2 separate regions of the Gossypium hirsutum genome follow, and region 2 is linked to region 1. A link is a contact called in public Hi-C data. All regions are on one chromosome and are shown on one strand. Each heading gives the region's core, a stretch centred on a gene start, on an enhancer-like site or on the middle of the called end of the contact. The rest is flanking DNA. Distances are from core to core; before and after follow the strand shown.

Region 1 (4,255 bases), core at 1,160-3,659:
AATCGAGAACTGAAACGAAAAAAACCAGAAACATACCAGCTCTTGTTGCAGTTGCACCGTTTGGCGAACCGCTGTGTCTCTTTCGTCCTTAAGGTGTTGTAAGGCCTAATGCATAAAAAAGTAGCATTTCATGGGGAAGACATATAAAACAAGATCCTTAATCCGACAACAAGCATTCCATACAAGCGAGCAAATCACCGAATAAACTCACCCTGGTCGAATCAGGGCTTTGTGATGTGAAGCTCTTAAATCCACCGTCGTCCGAATTCGTTTCATAGATAACTTTAAGCTTGCACTCTTGTATCTCCTTAGTACCGTCCTTATTGAACTGGACGTAAAGAAATAGATCACATTCCAAAAAACCAGATTCGTTTTAAAACAACTTCGTAAATGAAAACACACGAGTTCTTACAGTATCTGCCGGTAGATCATCCATGTTGGTGTTTCTAGGCACGATAGTACTTTGTAGCAAAAATTTGTCCTTGCATTGCATATCGTGAGGATACTCCCGTCTTGGTTGGAGAGTGACTGATATATGTCAATGAAATCAGTATCCTACACCAACAGAGTCGAAAAAAGAACAAGACGGTTTTTGGGATCAAAAGAAAAATACCTCTAATAACACACGAGTCATGAGGCAATACGATACCGGTGTTCGGTCGAACAAAGTACTTCTTAGGCGAAGTCGTTTTAACCTAACATTGATAACAAGTTGGGAACTCATTAAAATAAAAGAGAGAGAATAAACATACACATGCAACAACGACGGAATCGGGTATGTACCTTAAACGCCACGTGATGTTCTGTGTTGTTGGTAACTTGAAGATCACAAAAATTCTGTTTGTCGAGCTCAACTGAAAACATGAATCACATGAACAAAAGTCACGACATGTTAACCTTACATTTGCCTGTTTAGGCAGTCGAGGCATTTTTACTCTATGAATCCATTAAGGCTCTTGATCGGGATTCGGGAACAATACTGGACCTTTTTGAGGGTCCAGCTCTCAACAGTTTACTTATTATTCAAGTTAGCATACATAAAACATTACCAATGATTGCCAATAACAGATCAAGGGACCCTAATGAAGTAAATAATCCAAATCATAAGCAAAAGCAATAAACAAAGTCAAATTCAACCTTTGAAACCATTTTTTCTCATAAAACCATCATGGACCCGTACTAAGAATCAAATTACATTTTACCTATTCTACTTAACAAATGGGCAATTAGATCCTATATGTTAAATTAGGGAGTAATTTGGTTCTTTCTGTTAAAATTTCATCCATTTGTATTGTTAAAAACTGATGTGGCTAACAAAATAACTAGATAGTGACACTTGGTGTGACACTAACTTTTAAGAGTAAAATTGATGAATTTTTTAACAGAACGACGAGTTTATTTTTTGATTTAATATTCATAGATTAATTTGCCCATTGTTTAAGAAGCAAAATGCAATTCAACTCCTAGTAAAATAGCCTTATGGTACTTTTACCTTTTTCCCTCCCGGAGTTCATCACATAATCATAGCATTTAATCAATGAACCATACATACATACATACATATATACATACATACATCTCCATTGTTTCCTTCCCAATCAAAACCTGAAATTCAACACAAACCAATCTTTTGCACCCATATTTTTTTTCCTTCCCCTAATTCATCACATAACCATAGCATTGAATCATGAACTTTCACATACATACATACATACATACATACATACATACATGCATACATACATTTCCATTGCTTCCTCCAATCAGAACCTGAAATTCAACACCACAACCAATCCTTTACACCTATATTTTTTTCCCTTCCCCTAGTTCATCATATAACAATAGAACTGAATCATGGAACTTTGAACTTTCCCATGCATGTTTACATAGACACATAGATACATACATCATGTACGCATGTATGCAAGTTTAAACATAGATAAAGTGGGACTTACTAATGAACTTGAGATCATTGGGTTGAATAGAGATCAACTGATTAACATCACCACCAGCAGTCATGACTGGATCCCACCACCAACACTAGATCTTTTACCCTTTTAGGAAAATTTTCAATCAAAACAACCCACAAACAAAAACCCAAAACAAAAAAAATTCAACAAACAGAACCCTGAAAACCCTTTAAAAAACCAACTCTTCAACACAGTTTCTACTTTTAAAAAAAAAATTTGAGAGAGAAATAATTTGCCAATTTGGTTAATATCAATCACCCAAAGTAGGACGAATGAGGAACCACCAAGTGGAGGAAACGGAAACTGGGTCGGCCTGAATCGCCGCCAAAGTCGGAGGTTTCTCCGAACAAGAGTTAATGAAGAGAATAAAAATGAAAATGGTGGAAGGTAGTTTGGAGAGACTGTGCACCGTCTGTTGTTGCCCGGGGGATGATATGAGTAAATAAAATGTCGACACGTGTTTATTTAATGTGGTGTGGAGCCTGGTTCTTGTGTAACAGCCTGTGAGTGGGACCCATTGACGTGGCACTAATTAAAAAGAAACCTCTTACCTTCCACTTTAATGTAGAAAAAAGAAAACACTATTGGAAGGCATAGGAAAATCCAACGGGGGCAGCCGTGGGCTCTGCCATCCTTATTATTCAAAAGGTTAATTTTCATTTTAGTCCTTCAAAAAAATTATAATTAACTTTTTCCCAATATTCTTTTTATTTTATTCCACCCTTTCTAATCCAAAATTCTAGATTCACCCCTATTGGAATGGATTTTTTTCTAAAATATCCATGTCAATATTTAACTAAAATAATAGATGGTGTTAATTATTTGGACTAACAAGGATGAAAATCATAAATTGACATTTATCATTTTTTAAAATTAAAAATAAAACAATTTTTTTAAACATAATTGTTCATTAATATATTGTTTTAATATAAACAAATCATTAGCTCATTACAATCGATGAAAACTATGATAGATTGGTAATATCAACATGAATTCATGAAATAGCAAAAGTACAAATGACTTTTTTTTTAAATAAAATAAAGTAAAATAAAACTTATTTTGTATTAAAAAAATTAATTATCCCTCAATTATGACTCCATGAGGCATGATAAAAATGGGGACATGGCGTAACATCATTATAACACTCCTACCACCCACCTAATAATTTAGATAAAAAATTAAACTAATTCTTCTATCATTTTCACTGTTAAAAACTGGTCCCTATACGTTAGCACGAGGTACACGTGGTACCCCATGTATAATTGTTTGATTATTCTACTAGTTATGCTTGTTTTAAACAATAGAAATGGATGTAATTCTTAATAGAAAGGACTAGTTTATTCTTTCATCTAGTTAGATTACTCATTTTTTAAATGAAGGAAGTAAAATATAATCTAATTCTTAATAAAGGGTGTCCATAATAATTTTACCAAACATATTAGAAGGCTAAAGCTTGGGATTTTAATATAATAATAACAATAATAATTGAATATTAGCTTTTAAGAATTCAATTGCCACCATTGGTTGCTTGTGCTAACAATCATATGGGGGCTTAAAGCAGCATTTTTCCACTTTCTTGTTGAAGAAATCTTTAGGGGATCTTTTTAAGCTTTAACAATTGAAAGATCCCCCATCTTAGCTTAAGAAAAAAAAAACCTTTTAAAGTTTTTTTAATTAATCACTATCTTATATCCGATAATTACAATAAAATTCGATTAAATTTGAAGTTAAATCAAATTGAATTTTTAAACGAAAACAAAATTTTTTTAATACTGTATTTTCTATTCATAGAATTCGAATTTAAAAATTATGTTTTTGAACTTTCACATAAAATGGACATAAACTTTTAAGGGACAGAAACATGTCTTTAAGAAGACCTTGTTTCTTTGTACTTGGTTCAAGTTCCTCAGATGGATTATTTTTTAACTTTGGCCAGCCTAAGGTACTTAAAGAACAAGAAATGGGAAAGCTTCAAAGGAAAGGTCATATTATGGCTACCTCCTTATATTTAATTTTGTTTTGTTGGAGGTGTTATGGTAATAGTTACAATTGTACCTGTAATTGTTCGGGATCTATAACTTATTATATTTAGTGTTGATCAAAAAGATATGATTTAGTTGATTAAGTGAACGTGTGTTGACTCATTTATAAAAATCGGTCTATTAAAATAACAAATAATTGAAGATTGGATCGATTTAAATCATGTAAATTGGATCCTCGTTTTGTGGAGATAGGTAAGGCTTTCAAAACCAATCAATGGTCTAACTGTTTTTGTCCAATTTAAT
Region 2 (4,255 bases), core at 910-3,409, 160 kb after region 1:
TGAAGCTCTTAACAGCTTCAATTTTTGAATCAAGTTGCCCCATGCACAAAAAGTACTCTTGATTTTGATATCAATCTTCAAACCCTTGATTCTGCAAAGAATTTGATCATCTTAGGCTTTAAAGCAACACTGAATCAAACACAAGACTCTATAGTCTAAATTTGATTTTTAACCACTATGTTACTTGGACTCAGGTGTGAGTGTCGAATACGGTCTGCAACCGGGACCAGTATAGTTAAGACTTTTCTAAGATTTTCTATGTTACTCAGACTCAAGTGTGAGTGTCAGATATGATCTGTAACAGAGAACGGTTTATATAGACTTTTCTAAGATTTTCTTCACATTTGAAGGATCTTTAAAGCTCATATCCCCATAACCATATGTTGGACATGAGTGTCGGACACGAGCAAAACAGTCTAAGCTTAATCTACCTAATATCTGCGACTGAAAATCAGTAAATCTTATCAGAATTCATGCATCTAAATTTAAAAAAAAAGCTAACCAGTTCTTATGCCTTGGCAGATCAATAGAACATACAGATATGGCTAATAATCAAATCACACCAATTCCATACTCTTAACATCTCAACCAAATAAACGCAAGTTGTTTATTTCACTAACTTAGAACCAATTTTTCAAAAACCTAGATCGTAGACAATCATAAATAGCACATTGAACTAACTTCTCACAATCAATCGAAGAAAAAGCAGATAATATATGAAAAAGAAGGGATGGTGTTTGAAACCTATGCTGGAGAATACCCAAAGGATGAAACCGCAAAAAACGAGAACGAAAGGGATGATGTGGACGGCGTTCTCAGCAGATCTAAGGTGGGACCTTTCTTTCTCGGCGGCGCGTGAAAGTGGGTTATATACCGGAAGTAGTTGTTTGTCCAAGAGAACCGTCTCTGAACCATGTTGATTCGAACTCAGTGATTGGGAATCAGGTGAGTCCAAGAAGAACTCGCTCGAGACTCGGTTACTGCATGAGGATCGAAGCATCTTTTGGATTCTTTTCTTTTTCAGACAAACAGAGAGTTGGGAGATTCGAAAAAGATATGAACAAAAATAATTTATATCTTAATTTCGGAGAAAAATATGGGTTAAATTCAGTGTAAATCCTTAAACTATGACTCAGATTATAAATTGATCCAAAATTTCAAAACATTCTAATTGAACCCTTGAATTTCTAGTACAGTATCAATTAGATCGTTTCTTCAGTCTAGCCATTAGTTTGGGTGTTAAATGCTGGCTCAAATATGAACTTGAGCACATTTAAAATAATTAAACCAAATTATAAACACATGTATCTATAATATAAACAATTTGTATCTAACATATTAGATCTAAGATACATGTATGTGTATTTATAATTTGCTCCAAATATTTGAAATATATTCCACGTTAGATCCAAACTAACATTTAATGCCAAAATTGATGGTTAGATTGACAAAAGGACATAATTGGTACAATATTGATATTTTAAAGATTTAGTTAGAGCATTTTAAGTTTATAAACCAATTTAAAATCTATGCAATAGTTTGAGGATGTTTGATAAAATTAACCCATTAATATAACATAAGTATAATACACGTGGTAACCTTTTGTTGGTCTCGTTGCTACATCACACTCTCTCTAATTTCCTTAAAAAATATTAAATAAACAATTATAAAATTATAAATCGATTCAATCATCGAATTTTAATTTTGAGTAGTTCACTTAAATATGGTTCAATTCATTTGTTTGGACCAATAAATCGATCAATTTTTCATCCAATCAATCCAACCGAGAGGTGCGGTATAATTCCAATAACAATTCCTCAAACAATATTTCAAAAATTGGATTGGAAGATGAACTAATTATACTACTAATTCTAAGTTTAACAGCGAATAAAACAATAATGAAATAAACAATAAAAAATTTCATACAAATTAACAAAATAGTTAAAATTTTAAAAAATTTATAACTTGAATCACTGATTTTTTTTCCTAATTTTTTTATTTTTTATCAGTTTCGAGCAATTCACTCCAAACATTATTCATTATTTTACCCGAATCAATATACTAGTGGATTCTCAATCTGATTAATCCGATTCCAACAACATTCTCAAATTAATAAATCATTAATTAAAATTTAAAATTTAAAAAAAATCTGATTTTATTTCTTTATTTATAAACAACAAATATTCCCCCATTGATCTTTCTTTCTTCTTTTTTTTTGGTTTCAATTTTCTCTTGCTCCGGCGACGATCGGAAATTCTAACTCGTGACTCAGTATATTCTAACTCGTCGCCAACATGACTCCCAAATAGTAAGCTCCGATTTTTATTTTATTTTTTTCAAATCTTAGAAAGAAATCGTTAATTATCTTGGATTTACGTTAAATCAGTCATTTTTAACTATTTTTTCTGTAGAATTTACCTTTTTTCAAAATTTTTGCCTAAGAAAATTTGATTGTCGATTGGCTATGTGAATCAGATACGATTGCATTTTTGTTTCCGATCTGTTTATGTAAAATTTTATTTTTAGCACTAAATTTAGCTTAGAAATAATAATGTTTGTGAATTCTCAAGCGAGGTAGTAATTTTAACATATTTCCAAGAAATCTAGGCTTCAAGGACGGAAATCGTTGCTGCCAAAAAAAATTATAATTCAATGTTAATACAGTCCGGTACAAGAAATGAAAACTTGTACCGATTAAGTCTTAGTTCAATTAGTATGGGCATTATTGTTAATGTAAAAGAAAGTAGGTTCGAGTGTGCTAAAATGTATTATCCTCTTATTTATGGGTTGGGAAGGGCTATGGGTAGTTCTAGATATTTTATGTAAAAAAAAACAGATATGCTCAAAATCTATAATGAAATTGTTAGGGTAATTCTATAGAACTTAATTCGCTAGTTCTATAAAATGAAGAACGATCCAATTCAATTTAGTAAAAACAAAATGTGATTTATTAGAAGTGAAATATTTTTTGGAACTTATATATAGTTTCTATGTTTAATTCTAAATAAATAAATTGTGAACTTCGTCAATTCGTTGTTCTACAAATAAACTCCAGTAAAAAAATTTCTCTAGTTCTTCTCAAGTTTAAAATTGAGTAATTGGTCATTTTCAATAAAAAAATTAAAGCAATTTAATTCTATCAATTTCAAAAGTGAGCAACTAATAACCATTAATCCTGGCGTTAATGTCTTCTATTAATTTACATAGTTTTGATTGACATAATAACAAATTTAGCCTTTAGTGTTTATATATTTTGTCATTTGGTCTTAATTCTAAAAAGTTTAACAAATTCAGCCTCAACATTTACACAAATGTTGCAATGTTGAGGGATAAAATTGTTAAATCAGAACCAAATTGATAGAATATGTAAATTTTGAGAGTTGAATTTGTTATTACATCAATCACAATTAAGTACAATTGATGTTGATAGGAATTAAATTGCTTTAATTTTTTTGAAAGGACCCTCAATATCGAAATTAAGAGAGATTGGAGAGATTTTTTTAGCGATATATTAAAATTTTGATTTTTTTCCTTCTATTACTATCTTGAATATTGTTTGTTTGTTTGTTTAAATGGCAGTGATTATCTATTTAAGCTTTTGCTTATCGGAGATTCTGGTGTTGGGAAATCATGTTTACTTTTGAGGTTTTCTGTAAGTGTCTTTTTTTTTAATCTTAGCTTAGTGATTTAGTACAGGTTTGATTTTTTTTTGATTCCTTTTTGGGGAAGAGCGTAGCTTAGGAGGTTGTCGCTTCTAAAATAAAAAATTTTCTATTTAGGTCATTTTAAAATTTTAAATTAGTAAAGATAAAATTGCACTTTGACCTCCTTAAAAATGATAAAATTTAATTTAATCCTTTAAAAATTATAAATATATAAACTATTAAATGATGAAATTATATTTTTACTATCATCAAAATAACTTCGACCCCTAAAAATATTTTCTGACTTTACACCTGAGCAGGATGATTCATATCTGGAAAGTTACATCAGTACCATCGGTGTTGACTTCGTAAGTATCGTCTCAAGTATATGTGCAAACTTATTTTTAAGCATTTAAATGATAAATTAATTTCGAAATCTTATTCCAATCTGCAGAAAATCCGTACCGTGGAACAAGATGGAAAAACCATCAAACTCCAAATTGTATGTCTTTAAATTCGCTACCTATGTTTTCATATTTCAATTGGGGTTTGAATCTCTAAGTTTACTTATTTGGATAGTGGGTTCATTCTTTTAGTTCTAGTTAGACCTG

What was found. A called contact is a pair of places that touch in the nucleus more often than the background predicts.
Region 2: a contact with region 1 is called in a Hi-C map of leaf, with 2.4 times the contacts expected there. The contact joins the promoter of LOC107933726 here to the promoter of LOC107940977 in region 1. A contact is called at or near these places in 4 of 34 Hi-C or Micro-C datasets (callus, leaf and petal).

Annotation. Positions count from the first base shown.
Region 1 is chrA03:1,284,423-1,288,677 of Gossypium_hirsutum_v2.1, forward strand. LOC107940977 (vesicle-associated protein 2-1) reads right to left here and starts at 2,410. Exons shown (of 7, transcript XM_016874455.2): 1 at 1,956-2,410; 2 at 784-854; 3 at 614-695; 4 at 413-528; 5 at 212-328; 6 at 37-105. The coding sequence starts at 2,019.
Region 2 is chrA03:1,440,079-1,444,333 of Gossypium_hirsutum_v2.1, forward strand. LOC107933726 (GTP-binding protein YPTM2) reads left to right here and starts at 2,160. Exons shown (of 8, transcript XM_016866004.2): 1 at 2,160-2,308; 2 at 3,580-3,652; 3 at 3,965-4,012; 4 at 4,099-4,146. The coding sequence starts at 2,295.